Regions from separate parts of the Capra hircus genome. Here region 1 is linked to region 2. Evidence: chromatin contacts called from public Hi-C data. All regions are on one chromosome and are shown on one strand. Each heading gives the region's core, a stretch centred on a gene start, on an enhancer-like site or on the middle of the called end of the contact. The rest is flanking DNA. Distances are from core to core; before and after follow the strand shown. Region 1 holds the start of EXT1 (exostosin-1). Region 2 overlaps EXT1 (exostosin-1).

Region 1 (6,704 bases), core at 2,319-4,818, 250 kb after region 2:
CTTAAGGTAAGATCTCAGGTCCAGCTCCTTTAGAAGAATGAAGGCCATCATGATCTTTCTACGAAATCAGTGAGACTGCTTTAGACTGAAAGGTTAAGACTTCATCTCGAGTTACTCCACCATAAACCAGACAAAGAAATTCTTCAAAGGCTATGAGCATTTTTTTCTTACAAGCACCCACAGGAATAGGTCAATATAAATGTCGTGTAAACAAAGCGTTCATTACAAACCACAGTTTGTTTCTTTTGTGAGAAAAATTGAAGTCAGGGCAACTGCACCCAACATTCACAGGTAACTGCCCCTGAAGCAGGGGACAATTTAGATTCATAATTGACCCTACAGCCTCGGGCTTTGCTTATGCTTGAAGGCAAGAGGTGCTGCGGGTTGGGGAATCCCAGTGTTTGATCCCTTCTCCTTTACTGTCTACATCAAGTACAGGAGGACTTGAACTTCCCTTCCAATCCCTCCGACAAGAGGCCTGAGTGTCTGAGGAAATCCACAGACAACAATCAAACCTTTCATTTCAGGGCCCTTTCCCCACCATGCCCCTCCGTTCCTGTTCCAATCAGTTCTGCGAAGCATTCCCCCTATTCTGCAATTCATGAATCAACTGCAAAATCCGCCAACCTCTGCCAGTTCCTCTTGTACTAGCGGAGAGGTTCCCCTTGCTTCCTTGGGTAGCACAAGGCTGCTCTGGTTTTTAACTGGCGTAACGTGGAAATGCACCGTAGGAGCTCACTAACTCTTTCAAAGCCAGACAGAAGTTGAGTAACTGGAGCTCCCACCCCATCGACCAGGAAACGGACCCTCCAAGCTCAAGTTAAAGCCCATTGGTGGAAACTAGTTTTGACCCCCCCCCCTCCAAGTCCAGTGTCTCAGTTACCATCACTGTGAAGGAAAAGCAAGAGTGAGAAAGGCTACAAAGTCTCCAGCTCAGTTACTTAGCAACTGGACAAAACTTGCTTCACTCCAGAGGGTGAGGAGGCATCTCACCACCCATTCAGAGAGTAACAGTCTCCGATTTACATGCAAATTGATAAAGACAAAAGGGAAGAGGAAATCTAAATTAGCAACTGGAGTTTACAGCAGTAGAGCTGAGGCCCAGATTTACAAACAGCTTTCTCCCAGGGAGGGAGGCAGGATATATACATACCAACAAGCACACATGAATGAGTGCAAGCATGCATGCATGCGTGCATGCAAGATCACAGGCCCTAACCAGCTTACAGTCTCCCTTCATAAAAGTCAATGCCATCTGGGAGTAGGGAAGAGACAGGCACAGAAAGTTTAGGAGCTAAAATTAGAGCACTTTCACTACTAACACACATTTAGGGTTTACGGAAAGATGACAATTGGAGGGTGGGAGAATCCCAGGGAAAGCAGCTTCCCCTCCCTCCTCCTGAGAACAGCAAATAAAGCATCAACCTTGGGTGGAAGGTCCCTAGATTGGGTGGATTCAGAGCCTCTGGGGTCCCTATAACCTCTCACAAACCCTCTCCTGGCTCCGCCGTTGAAGCGCAGGTTCCAAACTTGGATCAAACCCACACCCTTCATAGAAGACACATCACCCTGAAGGTTTTCCAAGCAAGAGGGAGTCACTGTCACCTACTTGGCCCAAGAAAGTGCTCCAGGCTTTTCTGTTTGCCCGAGGAGCTCCAACTCTGGGTCTTCAGCTCCAAGCCACACACCAGAGAACCAGGCTGCTCGGTCCCAGGCTTGGAGCAAGAGGAAGAGGACCGGAGGGGCTCCCCTGTCCCACCCCCATTCCCCAAGCTCACACCTGGACCCAGGTGGGCAGGGCCCGGGGCTAACCCGCCGAGGCCCGTCACTTACTTCTCATACTCGGTGTTGTCCCGGTCACAGCGAGAATCCTTGTGCTTCTGCCAGTCTTTGCCATGCTTGCAGGTGGTGAGCAGCACTACGTCCTCCCCGTTATGGACGTGATATAAGGCATTCCTGGTGTCTGACCCTATCCCTGTCAGGTACCTCTTCCCCTTGAAGACCAGCATGTACTTCCTGAGAGGAGGGATAGTGTTAAACTTCAAAAACCCCCTCTCCCCTCCTGTCCTGGGATGATCCTTAGAAAAGAGGGGAATAGAAACATCAAAGTTGGGTCGGAAGTTTTCAGTACTGATGCTGGCCTTAGCCAGCATCGCCTGGCCGATGTCAAACCCCACGTCCTCGGTGTAGTCAGGCCAAGTGCCGGAATATAAATTAAAAATTAAATGATTCCTACCGTTGTTCCACAAGTGGAGACTCTGCACTTTGGATCTCAAATTGTGCACATACTGAGGTGACAACTGGTCTCGGTCTAAAGTGTCCAGACTCAGGACAAAGAGGCACGCCTGGCTGGGGTCCGAGGTATAGAACCTGGAGCCCTCGATGGCCGCTAGAATGTTTTGGTAACTTTCAGCGATTTTCTCCCCTTTTTGCTGTGGGTAGACGTAGACTTTGAAGCCGTTTTTCTTGCAAAGGGTGAAATCGAAGCAGGACTCCATGCGGCACTTCTTGCCTTTGTAGATGCTCGAGTTGGCCTCTCGCTTCTGCCGGGGCGAAACGTGCACGCTGGAATCCTCGTTTTCCAATTGATCCCAGGGAACGAAGGGGCGCAGAGCGTCCGGGAAGCGGGGCCAGAAATGATCCGGACTCGGGTGGTGCAAGCCATTCCGACCGCTGTGCTCTTCTCTCCGGCTGTGGCTTCTCGATGCCCTAAACTGCAAGCCTCCGAAATAAAACAAAAGGGCGAGACAAGAGCCAGCTGAGAGCAGGATGAAATAGCGTTTTTTGGCCTGCATGTGTCCTGCCTGGGTCAAGAGGATTGTAAATAAACACAAGAATCACCCAAGTTTCCCAATCAACACTTTCAGCTCCAGTCCGCCATCTTCCCGCCCGTAAAGACTTCAAACTCTCCGCTCCCACCTTCTCTGGATGCCTTTCCCCAAGCCGTGGACTGATCCAGCGCATGTGGGCGATTTCTTTAACTTTCTCCCCTTCGGTCTTTCATCTTTGGGTTGCACAATGGACGGGAGAGAGCGGGGCGGAATATCTCGCACCAGGGCGGGCGAGCAGCGGACTGTAATTCTCTTGCATGCAACAAGACCGAGGAAAAGAAAGAGAGGGGGGGAGGAAAAAAAGCTCCCAATGCCCAATCAATGGCAAGACGAAGTGATTTCCTTGCCTCTCGGATTCCTCTCGGCAGCGTGGAAAACGAGCCCCTGGAAAGCAACTTCAACTCATCCAGGCTCCCGTGCAGAACACTCCAGTTCCAACAAGTCAGCCGATCCCCGGGTTCAGCCGGCTAGTGCATCTTGCAGCTGGGGCGCCGTAACCTCACAAATCCCTGCATCTCTCTTTATTCCCTTCTGCAGCAGCTCCAAGACTCCGGCAGTGTTTACTCCTGCGCTCGCCGGGCCGGCCCCCGGGACGCGCGACGGCCCGGCTGGAGAAGGCTGGAGGCGGCGGCGGCGGCGCTGGGTGACGGCGGCGGCGCGTCCTCCCCGCGGGCAGTGCCGGCCCGGAGCGGCGCTTCCAAGGCCCCCGCGCGATCGCTGCCGACCGCCGCGTTCGGTCGCCGAATGTTACCCGGTTCTGAATGTTACACTTACACATTCCATTCCCGACACGACAGCGCTGACCTCATCCATCCACGCAGCCCGCGCTGCCATTGGCCGAGCGTCACGTCCGGGGGGGGCGGTGCTTCCGCTGCGCCCATTCATAACCCCCGGCCACCGGCAGAGGCGCCGGCGCGGCGCTGGGGGTGCGGGCGGCGCGGGGACCCCAGGGCGCCTCGGCCGGGCCCCCGCGGGCGGAGCGCGGGGCTGCCCCGAGAGAGTCCGCGGTCCTTCGGCGCGCCGGGATCCGGACCCCGGCCTGGGCCTCACCACCTGCAGCCGCCGCGCCGGGAAACCAGCGCCTCCCAGAGGCGCCTGCGGGCGCACGGAGGCTGGGGAACCCGGGACGGGCGGGCGCTTCCCCGGCCCGCTGCTCCGGCTGCCCCGGTCGTCCTCGAGAATTCCTACGCCTCGGCTGCTTGCCGGGAACGCCTCCCTGAGCGGGCGGCGAGGAGTGTTCGGGTTCCTGGAGAAGGATGCTAGAAAAGTGGAGCAGTGGGGCGAGCCCTTGGGCTGCAGAAGGAAAAAAAAAAAAGACTTCATAGAAAGCGACCGCTGATCAGAAGGATGCCTCTCTCTGCCCACCTTCCACCCTCTGAGGGCCCCAAATTTTCCTTCCTACAAAGCATTTAAACAGGTCCCTTATCCCCTAAATGTGTGCTGTGTCGCTTCAGTCGTGTCCGACTCTTTGCCACCCCCATGGACTGTAACCCGCCGGGCTCCTCTATATGGGATTCTCCAGGCAAGAATACTGCAGCAGATTGCCATGCCTTCCTCCAGGGGATCTTCGCAACCCAGGAATCGAACCCATTATCTCTGGCGTCTCCTGCATTGCCCATCTCTTTTTTCTTACCCCCAAGGAACCACCCCAATCCCCGATAATGAAAAGGAAATACTACAACCGAAAGGAATCGTTTCAATTCATGTCTGTCTGTGCACTAAGAGAAGACACCTATCCCAAATCCTCAGTAACTTTCCACGCATCCTTTCCTAGCTTCCCAAAGCCCTTTGAAATCTATTCTGTAGAAAGCTTCCAAGAGATCCAATCACACCGTGGAAAAAAGAAGGTTCTTCTAATAGCCGAGAATAACCCGGTTGATTTAAGCTCCTCCCAGTACCGAAAGTGATGTTACTCTCTTTTGCGGGGGAGGGGGAATGGTTTTTAAGGAGCTGTCTCTGAGGGATAGATGGCTGGTAGAATGGCCAGCTGCAGATGAGACACTTGAGGCAGGAGATGACCTTTTCCACCATTAGTACAAGCTAGTCCTTCCTTCAGCTAGTCCTTCCTTCCTTCCCCTAGCCATAAGCCCCTACCCTCAGGGACCCATCACTGGACAAATCAGATAAAGATCCAGAGTCTCTCTAAAGATCCTCCAAGACTGCAAAGATGTGCTTCCAAACAGCGCTTCTGGTCAAAGCCAAGTCCTTGGCCTTACACCTAAATTCTGCTTCACTGGGAGCACCTCCCACCCTCTTCCCCAACCTAAGTCACAGGGGCCTGGCCAAAAGGGACAAACAGTTGCCTAGGGCAGCAAGCTGTTTTGTGATTGTTTATTATGGGAGGGACTGAGAGCTAGGGACAGACACATCCCAGCTTCCCCCAAGGCTGCAAAAAAAAAAAAAAAAAAAAAAAACCTCCAGCGGGTGTGGACAAAGGGCATGGTTATAATGAGGCAGGGTGAAATGATCAAGTGGAAAATTTTAGACATTTGTTGTTTCAGATTGGTTTTTAATAAAGGGGTGAAGGGGCCTTGGTGGGATGTTGCTGTACCTTTCTGAAGTCTTGCCCTATCTCTGGCCTGCCAAAGATGAGATAGCTTTTCCAGATTTGACGTGCACCCCCTGCACAATCAGACAGGCCTGGGAGAGAAATGAGGCTTCAGTCATCTTCCAGATACAATGACAGTGATGCAGATAAATGCAGTGATTGAAACCACATGTGACCAGGGGCCCGCCCCAGCCCGGGTTGCTGAGAGCACCCATGCAAGGCAAGGGCCCTTCTGTTGAGATTAGGCTGGAGATTTTCTCAGCCCAGTGGAATTGAGGCTTTGGGGACTGCAGCTCCTCTACATCCTGATAGTCATCCTGTGTGACCTTAGTGGGAGCGAGTTACAGCCCTTGCTCTTTTGCGTCTCTTTCTGCTTTGACACATTTTTCCCATCTTGCCTAACCGTTATGGATTCCTTCATCCCACGCTCCAGGGTTACCCAGCCCTACTGTCACATTCCATAGTGGTGTACACTGTGAGAAAACTCTGGCTCAGGAAATGAGAGAAAATTTGGATTCAGACCCCCAGATCTGTCATTTACGAGTGCCTCAGGCATGTGGTTTAATCTCACGGAATATCAGCTTCTCGCTTAAAAAGTCAGAATAATAATATTTTTTATGAAACTGGATACCATAAATTGCTCTACGTGTGCAACACTTTTTGCTCAAGTTCCTCATTTCAAAAGCCAACTGGAATCTAAAGCAGCCCTCTATGATGGCATCATCATTGCATCCATCTCCTTTGGTTTTATTTTCTCCCCAGCCCTTCTCAATAGCGGAAATCCTTTGTTTGTGTGTTTGTTGTCTGTATTTCTTCACTGTAAGAGGAGCTTCCTGAGTGCAGGAACCCTGTGTTACTCATTCCTCAATCCCCAAGGCTGCCATAGGTAGCTCTGGTATTCTGGTGGAGCCCAGTCACTGATCTGAATGATGAATCAATCACTAAAGTTCAACTTCACCTCAGGATTTGAACATGCTTGAAGAGAAAGGTGTCCCTCATGGTCTCTCAAAGCAGGTCTGAGTCTCCTGTCTGAGATGGAAATATTACAAACTAGGAATATCTTCAGTTCAGTTCAGTTCAGTTGCTCAGTCGTGTCCGACTCTTTGCGACCGCATGAATCGCAGCATGCCAGGCCTCCCTGTCCATCACCAACTCCCAGAGTTCACTCAAACTCACGTACATCGAGTTGGTGATGCCATCCAGCCATCTCATCCTCTGTCGTCCCCTAATCCTCCTGCCTCAATCCCTCCCTGCATCAGGGTCTTTTCCAAAGAGTCAACTCTTTGCATGAGGTGGCCAAAATATTGGAGTTTCAACTTTAGCAG
Region 2 (6,663 bases), core at 920-3,419:
CAGCATAAATCACTGCCAGCCTTTACTACCTGGATACAGTTTTCCAAAAGATGAAGTAGTCATACATGTGGTGGAAAAAGTTTCTGCTGCCAGTCAGCCTGCACCTGCAACAATTTATTCCAACGTCTTCCACAAGCAACTGGTTGTAGAGAATTTTACTACACTGACATCATAGCAAGGTGATTCCATACCTATCTGTCCTCTCAAAAGGGAGAGAAGTAATGCTGAAAAGAGTGTTCTATCAACATTAGAAAAAAAATCCTTAAGAATATATTTCAAACCTACAACAAAAACATAAAAATCAGGGAAACTTCTTTAAAACTCCATTCTTTCTCAGTCCAAGGAACAGGTTTACACGTTTTTCTTTCTCTCCCCAATTAAAAGTATCCTTGACTTTATCTAGCGACTGATGCACGTGGATAATAAGAAAACCCAGAGGACAGCACTGGATTGCCAAGGCTTGCAGGTTTTCTTTAAGGCAGTCTGGAGAGATTCCCTACTTCCCTCTCACTTCTCCAGAAAGACAAAGACTTTTCAAAAGAGTAGAAGCTGAGCTGAAGTTTCTTTCCTAGTTTTCCTGCCTCTGGCAGTCATTTTACTCATCTGCATAAAAGAGGAATTATTGTGATGGAAGCCCAAATGAACGTCTGTGAGTCAGGATGACAGCCTTCCATATGCTGGCCCACCCCATGCCAACCTTTGCGGATTCTGTTGGGATCCCTTGTAAATTTCACTTTCTGTTTATGCAGCTTTTCATGGAGGCTCAGATCAAACCTCCCTCTATCCTCAAGCAATGGTAAAGAGGAGCCTATCAGATCATTTGCCTTTCAGGGGTATGTAAGCTTTGTCGTTAGGGAGTAAGAAAACTGTCTAGTGGGCTTAGCCAGAAATGACTTCCTTTTGTCTTTTCTTTATGAAAACTTTCTCTATTTCTTTCATCTCTCTTGGACCTTAAGAGAAAAGAGCATTTCATACTCATTGTTCCCTATCTACCACATTCTACAGACAGAGATAATTAAAGGTAAGATTATTTATTTCTGACTGTCAAAACTCTCAGCAAGGCTTACGAGGAGCAGGGATTCGAAATTCATCCTATCTCAAGATGACTGCACTAATAGTATAAATCGTGTAAATAACCAGGTGTCTGTACACACCGGATGCCTAGAAATGCATCTGGGTTGACAAATGTTTACACTGAGTTATATTGCTTTAATTTACCCTCTGATGGAGGCAGAAGGGGGTGGGCCATATCACATTAATAAAGGAAGGGGGTGTTATAGCATTTTATTACATGGAAGTTTCCCTTCCTTAGGTAAAACCTAAATACACCAAAAGTCCTTTAAAACTGAAAAACTGACAACATGTTATTGAATTATAAACTATGATTTTCATTTAAGCAGAGCCCCTAGGACAAAGATGGCTGATTAAAACACTGGAGCTCAGAGAGGTTAAATGATTATTCACGGTCACACAGCTGGTGAAGATCACAGGACTCAGTCCAGCTCCAGAGCTCAAAATTAACTGCTCCCAAGTACCACTGCTCGCCCAGCTAGTCGGCAGAACAGAACACTCACCAAACGGAGGGAATGCTGTCAATCTTACCGCCCCTTAGAAAATGTCCAGAGGATCAACTGAGCCCAGAAATGGTTCAGCACTTGCTTGGGAAAGCCAACGTTCAGGTGTAAAGGGTAATTATTTATTCAAAAACCAGCTATCGATCAAAGTTACAAACCTACATTTTTTATCCTTTTTGGGGGTATTTCTCAATAGTACATGATTAGCCATTCTTGGAAATGATTCTGTGGGCTGCTAGAAGTTTTTGTGGGTTGGTAGATCTTTCTGAAACTATTTCTAGGCTGCATGAATCTTTGTCTGGGAATTTGCCTCCCTGGCCTTCCAAAACATGAAGTGCATTTTTGCTTTGTTCAGATATTTTTCTTTTTTTTCTTACTACCCTCTGCAAGTCTGAAAATACAAATGACCCTGAAAAGGTCCCGAGGGCATTTGGTTTTCTTTCCTTACCTCGAATCGACTCCTTCTTTTAAAAAAGAAAGCTTGGGGAAATTTATAGCCCAGAAAGATGAGTGGAAAAAATGATGTTATTTCAATGCAAAATTATTCCAGGACTCTGTGTGTGTGCGTGCGTGTGTGTGTGTGTGTGTGTGTGCAGTGGGTGGTGGTGGCAGGGGAGAGGAGGAGGAGGAGAGTTGCAACAGAAGGTGGGTTGAGGGAAATGCCCATCTCCACGGGCAATTCAATTTGGCAGCTCCATGGAGACAAACCAATTAGTATGGATTGTCAAGGTGTTTTGTATGAATTGGCTACCTGCCCATTATGAATTGGAATGGGATTAACTAGCTCATTCCAAACACTCCACCAAACAGCAAATGGTCATATGATAATGATTTTCAGTCACTAACACCTTGGCTGGATTGGAGACTTGGACTTATACCTTTAACAATCTAAGAGATTCATTTCTTCAAGCCTACCCACTTCTCCTAAACACATCTTTTTATTTCCCCTTCTTAGCTCTTATTTTTTTTAAAGCCTCCCTGCTAATTGGGAGGCTGTACATTCTTCTAAACATGAACATACGTATTAACCAACCAACCCCGTAATAACTGATTCGTATGCTCTACCATTTAAATGTGCCGGTCCTCCACTCACAGTTTTCAAAGCCCCATGGTGAAACACATGACCACCCACTTGGCAAGTTAATTCCACCAGAGGTTCTAGAACCATCCACCTCTGACAGAGAAGCCCTGAGAAGCTTGGGTTCAAGATTCAGGGATTCAGTCCATGACCAAAGTCATTAGCTCTTTTGATTATTTGTCTCAGCTTCTTATAGTTGGACTTTCCCCTTGTTTCAGACACCAAGTCCAAACTTGATCTTCCAGGCCCAGAAAGTTGGCTCTAAGGACCACCATTAGCCAACAGCATGTCTGCCCACACTCTTCTCCAGACAAATGGGGCCCTAGGCTAGGGCCAACAGCTTCATGGAAGACAGCCCAAGGTGGATCTCAACCCAAACACACGTGACATTCCTCTGCGTTCCCACACGACGTGGCGGCCACATCCTTCTCAACATCCACTTCTCTCGGGGGCTCCCCAGTCCCCTTGGCGGGGATGGGAGTGACCCCTACTCCCAGGCTTAGGGGCAGCATGTGATGCAAGTGTAAGCCATCAGTACATTCCCCAGGCCACGTTTTCGGTTTTTTTTTTTTTTTTTTTAAGATAAGGCCTGGGACTTCCCTGGTGGCTCAGACGGTAACAAATCTGCCTGCAATGAGGAGACTTGGCTTCAGTCCCTGGGTCAGGACGATCCCCTGAAGATGGGGATGGCAACCCACTCCAGTATTCTTGCCAAGAGATTTCTATGGACAGAGGAACCTGGTGGGCTACAGTCCAAGGGTCACAAATAATCCGACGTGACTGAGCAACTAATATTTTCACTTTCACTTCGGGAGCCATTTAAGCCAATATGGCTGCTTCCTCAGGTCAGGTGCTTGTAAATCAGTGTTGACCATCTATGCAATCTAGGCAGGAAGAAACCATATAGTCCCTTTCAAGTGTTCTCACTACCAGCTGATGTGTTACAATAAAAACATGTTTTCAGGGCAAATTCTAGTCCTGCCAAAATCCTAGCCCAAGAAGCATGGCCTGATACCAGTGTCAGACTGCACTAAAGCTCTGTGGACAGGTTAGCTCCCAGGCTTCCTCCACTCAGCTGTCCTGGGGCCCTCGGGACGTCCTGAGTGACAAGCGCCTGCCAGAAACCTCACTGTGCACAACCCTGTGTGTGTGCTGCCTGGCTGGCTGGACTTCCTGTCGGCATCTGCAGGCCCCCACCTAGCGTCTGATCCCCTCCAGTGGGGAAGGCACCTCTCCAGGCCCAGATCCTCCCATCAGCTCCATGAACCCTGATTAACCTGTCTGAGCCTGCTTCCACATCCAATGGGGAAGAACTTTAGGAAAGGAAGGCAACCTGCCAATCTGTAGTATCTGTACAGAAATGCCAACCGGTGAAGAGCTGGCTCTTGCCCATAACAGCAGTTTGTCTCTGCGATCCAGAGGACTGGAAGGATGAGCTGTAGGCTCATCTCTTGAGTCAGGGTTGGTTAAAGGACCATTCAGGTTCTGGAGCAGAGGGTCTCAAGTGTATGACGAAGTCAATTACCGAAAATGATCGGAATCCTCCAAAACATCTACCTCCCCCTCAAAAACAGTGCCTGGAAATTAAAATCAAACAAACCTAGTAAATTTCTTCCCAGCCCTCCCTGGAAATATGGGCTGTTACTGAAAAACAGCGTAGCAAGAACAAAGTCCATTTTTAAAATAACATTTCATTTTATGGTATCTCTATTTCAATGTTGAATATAAATACCGGTATATAGGTTTCTGATTTTAAAATAATCCTATTTGATTAAACTGTATTTTAATGGATTCCATTTGCAAAAGGAAGGTAGAGTTTAAATTACTTTGTCATAAAGATTCATTTTCCCTCACACTAAATATATTTTCTCCTTGAAATATGGTTGTGATAGGTGAATAGTACTTTTAATAACATCGTTCTGAAAAAAAAATCAAATCAAATATAATAATCCTTTAGACTATGAACTAATTTTTTAAGATTTAGGGGAAAAACCAATTTACCATGGAATATAACACAAGGAAATCATATGAGGCCACACTGTCACCCCTATTACAAGAAGCAATGGCCCCCAAGCTGGAAACAGTACTGATTTCAAAAGAGAACATCATACTTCTTTTTTAAGGCTTTGTCTCTTGGTTAAAAAAAAAAAAATCAGGTTTAGAAAATGAAGAAAAACTTGGTTTAAAGAGGATCCACTATTCATCAGTTATTTCTGTGATGGTTCACTTTTCTAAACATGTAAGCAAAACTAAAAGGGAAGAAATTTGTTGTGACAATACAACATATCCCTCAAATCTCAGGGTAAAATGAGATGCACAGTCATTAAACATCCATCTTGGAGAATTCCTGGGCAGTCCAGTGGTTAAGACTTGGAGGTTTCACTGCCAAGGGCCTGGGTTTGATCCCTGGTTGGAGAACTAAGATCCCAAAAACTATGTGGCATGCCTTCCTGCCTCCTCCCTCACCCAAAAAAGCTCACCTTGGATCCCCGATCTTCCCTCCGATTCTCCAGGTGTGGCTCTTTTATTTGCTTCATCAGTGCATCTTCTCAGATTCAACATTTGCTGTCAGTCTGTTCTTTGCTGGGGACTCTTTGAGATATAGGTGACACAAAGGTGTCCTCTGAGAGCTGACAATCATTGTAACAAGTGGACATCAAATAGAGAAAGGAAGAAGATGCCTGATGTTGATATTTCTGTCCTGATGACACCATTTGTTTCCAAATTTTATAGCACCTTGCCCAACAGTCCACAAGCTCCCAAAGAGTAGTTCTGCCAATAGTGAATTCATCGCTATGGACACATGACTGATCTGTAATCCATCTTTAACTGGACCTTTTTATCCTCCTGTCATGCAAGTTGCTCCAGAGTGGCCTGCCTCTTCCCATTGCAAGTACTAGAAGAGACACAAACCCACTTCACCATCGCACAAAGCAGCAGGCGGTCACTGAAAGCAGGGACCGGCTCATGCTCTTTGGTCTCCAGCATCCATTTAGGACCCAGTGGCTCCACTACACAAGCTTCATTTACTAAAAAAAAAAAAAAAAAGTAAAAAAGGAACAAAATGGAATCTACTTGAATGATCCAATTTAAAAAGTCAATCTAGTATTAATGTTAGGTAGCATTTAAGGTACTGCCAACTGAGTTTCCATTCTCCGAAAGGGTAAAGCAACAGAATAAAAAAGAGAGACAGACAAATAAATACTGGTTGCTTTCAAACTATTGGAGAAGGCAATGGCACCCCACTCCAGTACTCTTGCCTGGAAAATCCCATGGATGGAGGAGCCTGGTGGGCTGCAGTCCATGGGGTTGCAAAGAGTCGGACACAACTGAGCATTTCTTTCACTTTTCACTTCCATGCACTGGAGAAGGAAATGGCAACCCACTCCAGTGTTCTTGCCTGGAGAATCCCAGGGACAGGGGAGCCTGGTGGGCTGCCATCTCTGGGGTCGCATAGGGTCAGACATGACTGAAGCGACTTAGCAGTAGCAGCAGCTTTCAAACTATAAGGCCTGAGCTCAAGTTCTGGCTTCTTTACGGGGTATTTTCACAGGCACTGCTTGTGTCTTACAGAAGTATTTAAAAGTATTCCCTAGCTTGTCTTCCTGTAGTTATCACTGGCTCCCCATATGGTTTCCTGACATAATCAAGAAAGTATCAACTCGAATAGTGCTTTAGTTTACAGTACAGTTATTTGCAGAGAAGGGACCCTTCTGAGCATGCCCCTATAACAATTAACTCCAAGGCAGGAACACAGTTCTACTGCTTTCTGTGTAAATGCCCATAATGAAATGCTCTGGCACCGAGGAGAGGATCAAGCAGTAGGAGAGTTCTTCCTTCAGAAAGCTGGATAAGAAGCCCTCATCCCTGGCTCTATGAGGGGCTTCTGCACACATCTGTTTTAGCTCAGTCCCCCAGAGATATCTAAAATCTAATTAACCAATTAATTTGCAAATATATTCTAATTTATTCAAGGGAGATTTTCTTGGGTGTTAAATTATCTGACAGTGA

What was found. Hi-C and Micro-C count contacts between places; a contact is called where the count stands out from the background.
Region 1: a contact with region 2 is called in a Hi-C map of blood, with 2.6 times the contacts expected there. The contact joins the promoter of EXT1 here to the enhancer-like site in region 2. A contact is called at or near these places in 2 of 5 Hi-C or Micro-C datasets (blood and liver).

The regions. Positions count from the first base shown.
Region 1 is chr14:35,917,054-35,923,757 of ARS1.2, forward strand. EXT1 (exostosin-1) reads right to left here and starts at 3,569. Exons shown (of 11, transcript XM_005689136.3): 1 at 1,834-3,569. The coding sequence starts at 2,795.
Region 2 is chr14:35,669,407-35,676,069 of ARS1.2, forward strand. All of the region lies in intron 1 of EXT1 (exostosin-1), which reads right to left. Among named protein-coding and RNA genes, the nearest start is that of EXT1, 250 kb to the right of the region's middle. Within about 2 kb of position 2,170, at least 1 of the 5 cell types and tissues checked has an H3K27ac peak or open chromatin away from gene starts, as enhancers often do.